Regions from separate parts of the Mus musculus genome. Here region 2 is linked to region 1. A link is a contact called in public promoter capture Hi-C data. All regions are on one chromosome and are shown on one strand. The core of a region is the stretch at or near the end of the contact, and the rest is flanking DNA. Distances in the headings are between cores, read along the strand shown. Region 1 holds the start of Atp1b2 (ATPase, Na+/K+ transporting, beta 2 polypeptide). Region 2 holds the start of Camta2 (calmodulin binding transcription activator 2).

Region 1 (4,343 bases), core at 1,150-3,649:
AGAGGAACTAGAGTCAGCAGCTCCCACATCTTCCACCAACCCCTCTCTTCCTCCTTCCTCTCAAGCTGTGTACGGGGATAGGCCAAGGAGCGACAGGATATCTTAGAGCCTTCCCCTGGGAGCTAAAGGAAACAAGCTGGAAACAGGCAGGGTCCAGCTCCAGCCCTGACTCCCAGACTCCTCCTGGGGCACAGTGAAGTCTGACCTTTTGGAGGCCACAAGAGACCTAAACTGTAGTTGTTGTGACAACTCCAAGAATAGGCCACTGTCATTCTGCGGCTAATGCATTTCCAACTTCTCAACCCTGCACGGTCCTGAAAAGGCAGCATCTGTTCCTGCCGTATCGGAACTCGAAGTTAGAGCCGTCTCAGAGCACAAGGATCTGGATGCAACCTGGTAACTGCGCAGCACTCTCAGCCAAATTCTTATCACCTCAGAGGACTCAGGTAGCAAGATCTGTCTGTCTGTCTGTCTGTCTCTCGCCCTGAGGAAGCAGCCCCTGAAATGAGGGGCTAATGGCCCAGCAGTCACCCCCACCTTTAACTCACACAGGATCTTGGCCAGAGTCAAGGAGAAGACAGAATCTCCTAGAAGCCTTCCCTGGACATCATCTCTCAGGACTCCTATCCTAAGCCTCCAGTGAGGAGGACATGCTGTTCCAATCTCCCTGAACTCTCAGTCTTTCTACCTAAGAAGACAGTTCCTCTGTGGAGGCTTCTGAGTAGCCCAAGCATCCATCGTTGATCCTTCACATCCCACAGGGTCTTGGGTTCCTTGAGGACAAGGGCTGCATTGATCTCCTTTCATGGTCCCCTAAGCCTCAGGTGGGTGGTCTGATGAAGACTGTGTCCAATCGATGTGGATATGTCGTAAATTATGTCACACAGAATCCCTTGTGCTTCAATTCTCCAGCTTGGCACTGTCTTGCAAGACTGTCAGTCACCCTTACCTCACCGGGTACCCATCAGCAGCCCCTGACTACCTAAGTCCTTGCACACCCATGAGGTAAGGGTAGAGAGTTCTTCCAAGGCATCTGAGTCCCATGTAAACACCCTGCCTGAGGATGTACCCATATCAGCACAGTGACCATTACTCCCTCCACCTCTGACATCTGAAAACCTCAAGCCTGGAAAAATACCATCCCTCCTGGCAGCCCCCCACCCACAAAGCAGCCACAGAGGACTCCAAACGCCCAATGGTGGAATACAGACAAACAACTTCCGCTGTTAAGAACCCCCCCTCCCAAGACCCCCCTGCCAGATCCGCCTCCTCATGAATGTTCCCAGGGTCCAAGGGGGTGGGTGAGAGCTAAAAATAAACGAGGTTGGCTAGCTAGTGAGAGCCAGAGGGAGAGTTAGGGCACTCTTCGGGGAGAGGGATGATGACCGTGTGCAGCCGCAGGGCCTGAGCCGGAGCGGGAGCGCCGTGGCACGGACACGCGCGCAGAGCCCGCGACCCCCCGCCCGAGGGGGCTCCGCGGGGGGCGGGCAGGCGGCAGTGACCTACTTTCTCCGCCTCCGCAGCGGCCAGTCAGAGAGATTAGACCGCTGATTCGGGGCCCCTCCCGATCCAAAGCCCGACAGTGGGGGCTGGACGCCAGGGACCCGGCAGGGGAGCTGGGGCGACGCCCGCGGGACCCTGCGCCCCAAAGGCATCGCCGAGCGGTCAGCTACCACCTTTCCCGCGCCAGCCCCGCGTACCCCAGCTGGTCCCGGTGCGCCCCATGAACTGGTGCGTCCGCGGGTTCCACACGAACTCCTTCCACTCCTCAACCACCTGCCCGCAGCTCTTCTTCTCTTTCTGGATGACCATCTTGGAGGCACGGGGCGAGTCCCGGCGCGCTGCTGGGGGCTGCGGAGAAGCCGGGGCGTCGCGCGCTGAAGCCCTCCACGCACCAAATGCGCGCGGGAGCGAGGCAGGGAGACTCCAGTCAGATATACAGCTGCTGCAAATTCCGGGGTGCACAGCCACGCACTGTGGTCTGCTGGCAGTGCGGCGAAGGTGCACCGAGGCTAGGCCCCCCGACTGCGATAGAAAGGGGGGCTGTCAAAACAGGGAAAGATAACCAGGGAAAGGGATGCCGAGGCACCTTCACCCCACACACCGCCTAGAAGCAAAACAAAAAGGGGTGCAAAACCAGACGGCTCCAAAATTCGAGCGAAACGCAGAAAAAGCGGGGTGCAAAGAAGCAGGGAAAGATGGGGGAGGGAGCCGCCCCGAAATCCGAGATGCAAAGAGGCTGTAGAACGCGGCAGGTGGCCGATTAAGGCTCCTCCGACAAACGGCGACAGCCACACCACAGTTGGCCCAGCCAGTGGGAGCTGGGGCGGGGACAAGCAGTTGTGGGGGAAAGACAAGGATAGGGGCCCCCCAATCGGAGGCTCCGCTCCTCAGCAGTGCGGGGAGCGCGAACCCTGCGCACAGTCTTTATAGTCTGTGACTCTGAGGGTGTCCGCCCCCTTCCCACCCACCCCTCAGGAACCCCGCCTCTTCGTTGCTCGCTCAGGAGACCTCATACATATGCAAATGAAGATGGATTGGACCCGCCCCCTGGCGCCTTTTTTTTTTTTTTTTTTTTTTTTTTTTTTGGTCCTAGCGGGTTCTTCCTACCCCAGACCCCAGGTACAGTACTGAAACAAGATTGGAAAAGAAGACAAGAGGGTGAGAGTCTGGGTAGACCTAAAGAAGAGAACACCTCCTGAGAGGCTCAAACTGAAAGACGAGCTGATACGTACTCAAAAGTGGGGGGCCCGGGGCAGGGAATTTAAAAAGAGACTAAGATAGAGTTACTTCGAAAGCCTCCGGAACAGAGGGCTGAATGTGAGAGGAATAAAGAAAAGCAAGCGCCAGACACCAAGAAAGAGCCTAGAAACTAGAACATAGAGAGGGATAGAAGCCACCACAGGACGCCCTTCTTCTCGGTTCCACTGGCTCCTTTGTCCAACCTACCTGTTCTCCATGACCAGGGTCCCTGCCATCTTTCCAAACTTGTTTGAGCCCCAAAATTTCCCTGTGTCCCTGATCTACAGCCAGGTCTGCATGGGTCCTGCCTTCCAGCCGCCCCTCCCCACCAGGTCTGATCTCCAGCCCACGCTTGCTGGAGCACCTACACCTGATGCCCCAGCTCTGGAACCTGGGTTCCCTTGGAGTGATGTTGCAGCCCAATAGCTTAAGAAGAAGAGGGGCAGGCTGGAGAGATGGCTCAGCAGTTAAGAGCACTGACTGCTCTTCTGAAGGTCCTGAGTTCAAATCCCAACAACCACATGGTGGCTCACAACCATCCATAATGAGATCTGACCTTGTGTGTCTGAAGACAGCTACAGTGTACTTACATATAATAATAAATAAATCGAAGGAGAAGGAGAAGGAGAAGGAGAAGGAGAAGGAGAGGAAGAGGAAGAGGAAGAGGAAGAGGAAGAGGAAGAGGAAGAGGAAGAAGGCCATTATCTTTATTTCTTTCTGTGGCAGGAACACCACAGTCCATACTTAGAGGAATTGGTTTTTTTCTTCTACCATGTGGATCCTGTACACAAGGCTAGCCTTGAAGAGATGCTCCTGCCTCTGCCCCCCACATTCTGGGTTTATAAAAATATGCCACTATGATATTTTATTACTCTCGGTGATGCTAGTAATGTGTTTTGTTTGTTTGTTTGGTTGGTTGGTTGGTTGGTTTTTATTTTTCTTTTCTTGAGACAGGATCCTGTTTATCTGAGGCTGGTCTGGGACACTGGTCTGAAGCAGCCAAGGTGGTTTCCACTCCTGAATACTGGGATTGCAGGTGTGTACCACCATATCCAGCTCCAGGGTTGCCTTCCTCTGCTGAAATTATAGGTGTTCATGACTATGTCTGACTGTAATTCCAATTTTACTCCAAGTATCACGGAAGTAATTCTAGCATTGTGAAATGACATAATTAAGTTTAATGGATCTTCCAGGCATGCTGGCCATATCTGGACTCAGCTACCTGGGATCCTGGGGTAAAAGGATTGATTGAGGTCAGGAGTTCAAGGTCATTCAGGACAGCATAACAAGACCCTAACTCAGAAGAAGAAGGAGGAAGAGGAGGAGGAGGAAGAGGAGGAGGAGGAGGAGGAGGAGGAGGAGGAGGCAGCAGAAAGAAGAGCCAGATATGTTAATCCATGCTAGTAGCCCAAACTGAAGGTGTGAGGATAATGTTTGAAGCCAGCCTGGGCTAATAGAGAAATCATGTCACAAAAATAAAGCTTCTGTGTGTGTGTGTGTGTGTGTGTGTGTGTGTTTGGGTGGGTGTCATCCCAAGGGAGTTGGAGAAGAATGTGAGTAGATATTATTAAAATACATTGTATATGTGCAAAAAATTCTCA
Region 2 (4,343 bases), core at 1,309-3,808, 1.1 Mb after region 1:
CAAGGGAGTAGCCCAGTCAGCAGAGGGCTTGCCTAGCATGCACAAGGCCTTGGCTTCATGCCCCAGCACTTCATTAACTACGTTTTGTGGCACACATTTAGAATCCAAGCACTCAAGCGGTAGAGGCAGGAGGACTGGATATTTAAGGTCATCCTTGGCTATGTAGCAAGTGTGTGACTAGCCTGGACTACATGATACCCTATCCAAAACCAAGCATTTAACACATAGAAACAAAACTAATCACTTTCTCTTCATTAACATCTAGAGTGACATGAGCTAATACAGGTCAGATACACAGCATGGTACTCAATATGAAGAAATATTACGCTGTTGTTTTGTATGGATGGATTATACCGAAGAGAAATGGACTCCCATAAGGTCCAAGACTTTGTGATTCTATAATCTCCGAAAGGCCTAGACTAGTGCTCAGCAACCAGTGTCCACAGACATAGCACTCCACCTCCTCCATTCCACCAGGGTTTGCTGGGTCCCAATCCCCCAAGCTCCCTAGAAAACCTCATTTGTATTCCATCGGAGCCGCTCTGGAGGCAACAGTGGGCATCGAGGAAGACACTCCAGCAATTTCTTGGGGAGGAAGATCTTCAGGTGGTGGCTATTCTCTAGAGGGGACCGGAGGAAGAGCCTTGTTAGAGGCAAAACAGAGGAAGAGAGCCAAATATAATCCAGAACCCTGGGGAAACTGTAACCAGGACAAGAGACAAGGGGAGCAAAGACTCAGAGGGCCAGAGAGTAGCAAAAAAAGGCTGTGTCCAAACTGAGAACCCATTTTGTGAACTTACCAGCAACCTCAGTGGTGTCCTTGGTATTCATGGTGAAGGTTCCAGGGGGCCAGGTCACCCCCGGCCTGAGGGGCCGGGGGGAGGGGGAGTCTGTGCTGGAAAAGGAGAGAATAAGGTCATGGAAGAAGCCCCCACATTAACCCAAGATGAGGAGCTTGGTGTGATAAAAGGGGTTTAGAACTCAGTGCTGACATCTGGGAAAGATGAAGAAAATGTGGAACTAGAATGTGACAGCAGAACCAGAGAACAGAGATGAAAGAACATAGTACCAGGAACCAACATGAGTGGGGAGACAAGACAGAACAGGGTGCTCAGAAGAAAGGGATGAGTGGGGGATGCTCACAGTGCTGGAGCATTCCCTAGGGCAGGAAGCTGGATCCTGCATGTCTAACCTAGATTCTCACAGGCCCTGACCGACCTGAGAGAGAGTAGGTGAGGTCAGTTAGTAGATCTATTTCTCCACGGAAAAATCAAACAGAAAAAAGAACTCAGGGTACGTTTAGGAAGGGAGAGCAAGGCTAGAGGGAAGGGTAGGCAAGTTGTGAGAGCTGGGGCTCTGGTCCTAGGAGGAGGATGGCTTGGCAAGAAAACCTGGATGCTGAAGGAAAGCAGATCTAAGTCCAAGTCCGGTAACAAGCTGGGCCTTTGAAGACACACCCCAATTTCCTTCTCTCTCTGACTTTTTCTAAGAGGAAGGGTAGAGCTGATAACTGACCTCATGTGCTCTCTCTCAGGTTGGTCAGGGGCTGGGAGAATTTGGAATAGACATGTTGGAGTAAGCTTCCGGGTGGGACATGCCGGCTTCCTCTTTGCAGCTAGAATTCTACTTCACCCTAACACTCCTATTTCCCCAACCTCTGCTTCTTCTCTGGCTCCCAGCCTACCATATCCCCTCTACTGCTCTGGCTCCAGCCTGAGCCTCCGCCCTCTTGAGGAACAGATGGGAGCTGGAGGAGGCTCTCTGCGCGGGTTCTGCCAGGTGTCCGGGGATGGAGAGGGGGTGGAAGCCCATTCAGGATCGGATCGGAGGTGTGCAGAGAGGCTAGGGTTGGGATAAAAAGTCCACCCCAGGGTGCAGGTGCGCAGCTCTGGCTAGGCAGTTTGCCAGGGTGCAGAGCTGGAGCCGGATGAGACTGCGGGCCTGAGAGCGGTGGTCTAAGACTGTCGCCGGGGGTGGGATGCTCTCCCCAAAGGGGGCAGGGGTCCTGGGAGAACCCCGGAGGTGGGAGGGGGTCCCGCCCGCAAACCCGGATGTTCTGGAGAAGCAGCTGAGCAGAGTTCATGAACACCTGGCAGCAAGGGGCAGTGCGGGAGACCGGGGAGGGGGTCTGGGGACTCTCCCCGCACTCTCTGATCCGTGAAGGGGCCCTGCGCCTAGCGGCGCCCCCTGGCGCGGGGAAAGAGGACGGAAGCGGTGAGGTGGGGGCAAACGGGGTGGAGGGACGGTGGTCCCCAGCGCCGCGCTCCACACCCGGGCCGCGTGGAGCTGCGCCCCCTGGCGCGGGGGCGGAGAGGCGGGCTAGAGGCCCTGGCTCTTACCTCCCGGGGTCCCGCGGGTGACGGCGGCAGCGGCCATTCTACCCCAAACCGACCCCCCCTAGCGCCGGCTGACAGCGGCGTTCGACGTCAGTGCGCACGGGGCGGGGCCTCCCAATTAAGGGAACGGGGGTCGGGAAGGGAACCTGGGGTCAGCACACTTGGGACTCTGGGCCAGTCTACGAGACGCGCTGCTGGACCGTCCCTAAAGAGGCAATAGCGCTGAGGAGAACCGGGATCCGGAGGCGGAAGCTCGGCCGATTGACGTGACTTGTGGGCGCAGGAGGATGGGGCGTGGGCAGAGGTCCAGGGCCAGAGCCCTGGAGGCAAAGGAGAGTGCTTGAGAATGCAGAATTCTTCTGGCCTCGGGCGAGACTCGGCAAATTTAGGGACCTAGCCTAACTTCATTGTCCTGAATCCTCAAAAAAATCAACGGAGTCCGCCTTTTCATTCCCCTTCCATCACTACCTCGCACAGAAACAAGACTATTTGGTGCTCTTTAATAACAGAACAGAGAGAACACAAGACCAGGTTCTGGCCTAGAGAAAAACCCGGCTGCGAGTGTACTGGGCAGTTAGATAGGAACTCAAGTGGGCTGTGAATGCCTACGCTATGGGATGGAGACAACAGAGATAGAAAACATCCGCTCTGAAGCCAGCACTAGGGAGTCCTGATGTTTGAATTGATCTTGGGTCCCGTAGCTTGGGCCTGGATGATTTCCCACTACTCCTCAGACTCCAACTCCATCGCCTGGGGATCGTAAACGGGGTTCTTTCTGGCTGTAGCAGTGCTGTAGGTCAAAGAGCTTAGCTGCCCAGAGGCATAAGTCCCCTGCTGGCCTACAGGAGTCCAGGGAGTCCAAAGCAGCTGTAGGTGAGAGCAATTGAGAGCAAGGGGATAAGAAAAGCAAGAATGGAAAAACAGGACTCTCTCCAGATTTCTTAATTGCCAAATTCAGGCACATACCCTCAAAAGCTCAGTTTCTTGACCACTTTTCGTCCTTAAACCAGCTATCCTACCTGGCTCTTGGCTTCTGCCACATCCCCATTTGATTATGAATTGACTTCCTCCCTAACCTTACTGTGTTCCTCTCCAGTTTTACCTGATCTCTGGGAGTGACAGAATAAGTCTCTTTCTGTGGATAGGTTGCCCTCTCTTCTTCCACGTCAAAGTATTTTGTAGTGCTTAGGAGTTCAAAGCCCTCTTCAAGTGCTGGAAGTTCAGGTGTAGCATCAGAGCTGCCCCACTGGGCCCTCTTCAGTCTGTGGAGACATTAGATGGAGGAGACTAGTGCCTGGAGGTCAGTCTTCCAGTCTCTTCATCCCTCACCCCTGGCCTGAAGCACTTCTTGCTGAGAATCACAGGTGCTACCACTGACCTTCAATTCACCCCAACTTTTTGTTCTTCACAGACAAGAATTTTTGATCCAGGGGCCAAACAGTGACCCCCAATTAACGATGTGCTTTCTTGTAATCATGGGCCATGTCACGCCTTCCAGCTTATATGACTTCCATCCCTCAATTGCTTCTTTCCATACTATAGAAATCATGTTTGAGAGTCAGCAAGGTGACTTAGCAGGTAAAGGTATTGGCCACCAAGCCTGATGACCTAAGTCAGGACCCAAATGATGGAAGGAGAGAGCCAGTTCCCATAAATTGTCCTCTGACCTCCACACACATGTTGTGGCATGCACTATATAAGTATATACATAATTAAATGCAAAAAAATAAAGAAATTATATTTCAGTTACACCAAGGACATGGTTCCTTTGTAAGTGCCAATGAATTCTCTTAAAGCTCTTAACTATGCTGCCTCTCTCTAATCCCTGCTTGGCTTGCAGAGGCCCATGCCACGCCTCCTTACTCATTGATGATTCCCTGGCGCCTTCTCAGGTCCTCCAGATGATAAGTAACTGCTCTAACTCGGGCTGGAATGCTTCCAGGTCCCTTCTGCATTCTTTCCAAATGCAGCTTCTTTCTCTTTCTTCTCCAAAGCTTCTCAGGAGGA

The links. Capture Hi-C pulls out chosen DNA fragments and counts their contacts.
Region 2: a promoter capture Hi-C map of liver shows a contact between it and region 1, with 2.3 times the contacts expected there. The contact joins the promoter of Camta2 here to the promoter of Atp1b2 in region 1. A contact is called at or near these places in 1 of 39 promoter capture datasets (hippocampal neurons) and 1 of 9 other capture datasets (liver).

What each region holds. Positions count from the first base shown.
Region 1 is chr11:69,603,561-69,607,903 of GRCm38.p6, forward strand. It overlaps Atp1b2 (ATPase, Na+/K+ transporting, beta 2 polypeptide), which reads right to left and starts at 2,400. Exons shown (of 7, transcript NM_013415.6): 1 at 1,701-2,400. The coding sequence starts at 1,812.
Region 2 is chr11:70,685,547-70,689,889 of GRCm38.p6, forward strand. It overlaps Camta2 (calmodulin binding transcription activator 2), which reads right to left and starts at 2,559. Exons shown (of 23, transcript NM_001190376.1): 1 at 2,340-2,559; 2 at 801-895; 3 at 517-620. The coding sequence starts at 831. It overlaps Inca1 (inhibitor of CDK, cyclin A1 interacting protein 1), which reads right to left. Exons shown (of 7, transcript NM_001252484.1): 5 at 4,200-4,343; 6 at 3,439-3,598; 7 at 2,815-3,203. The coding sequence ends at 3,060.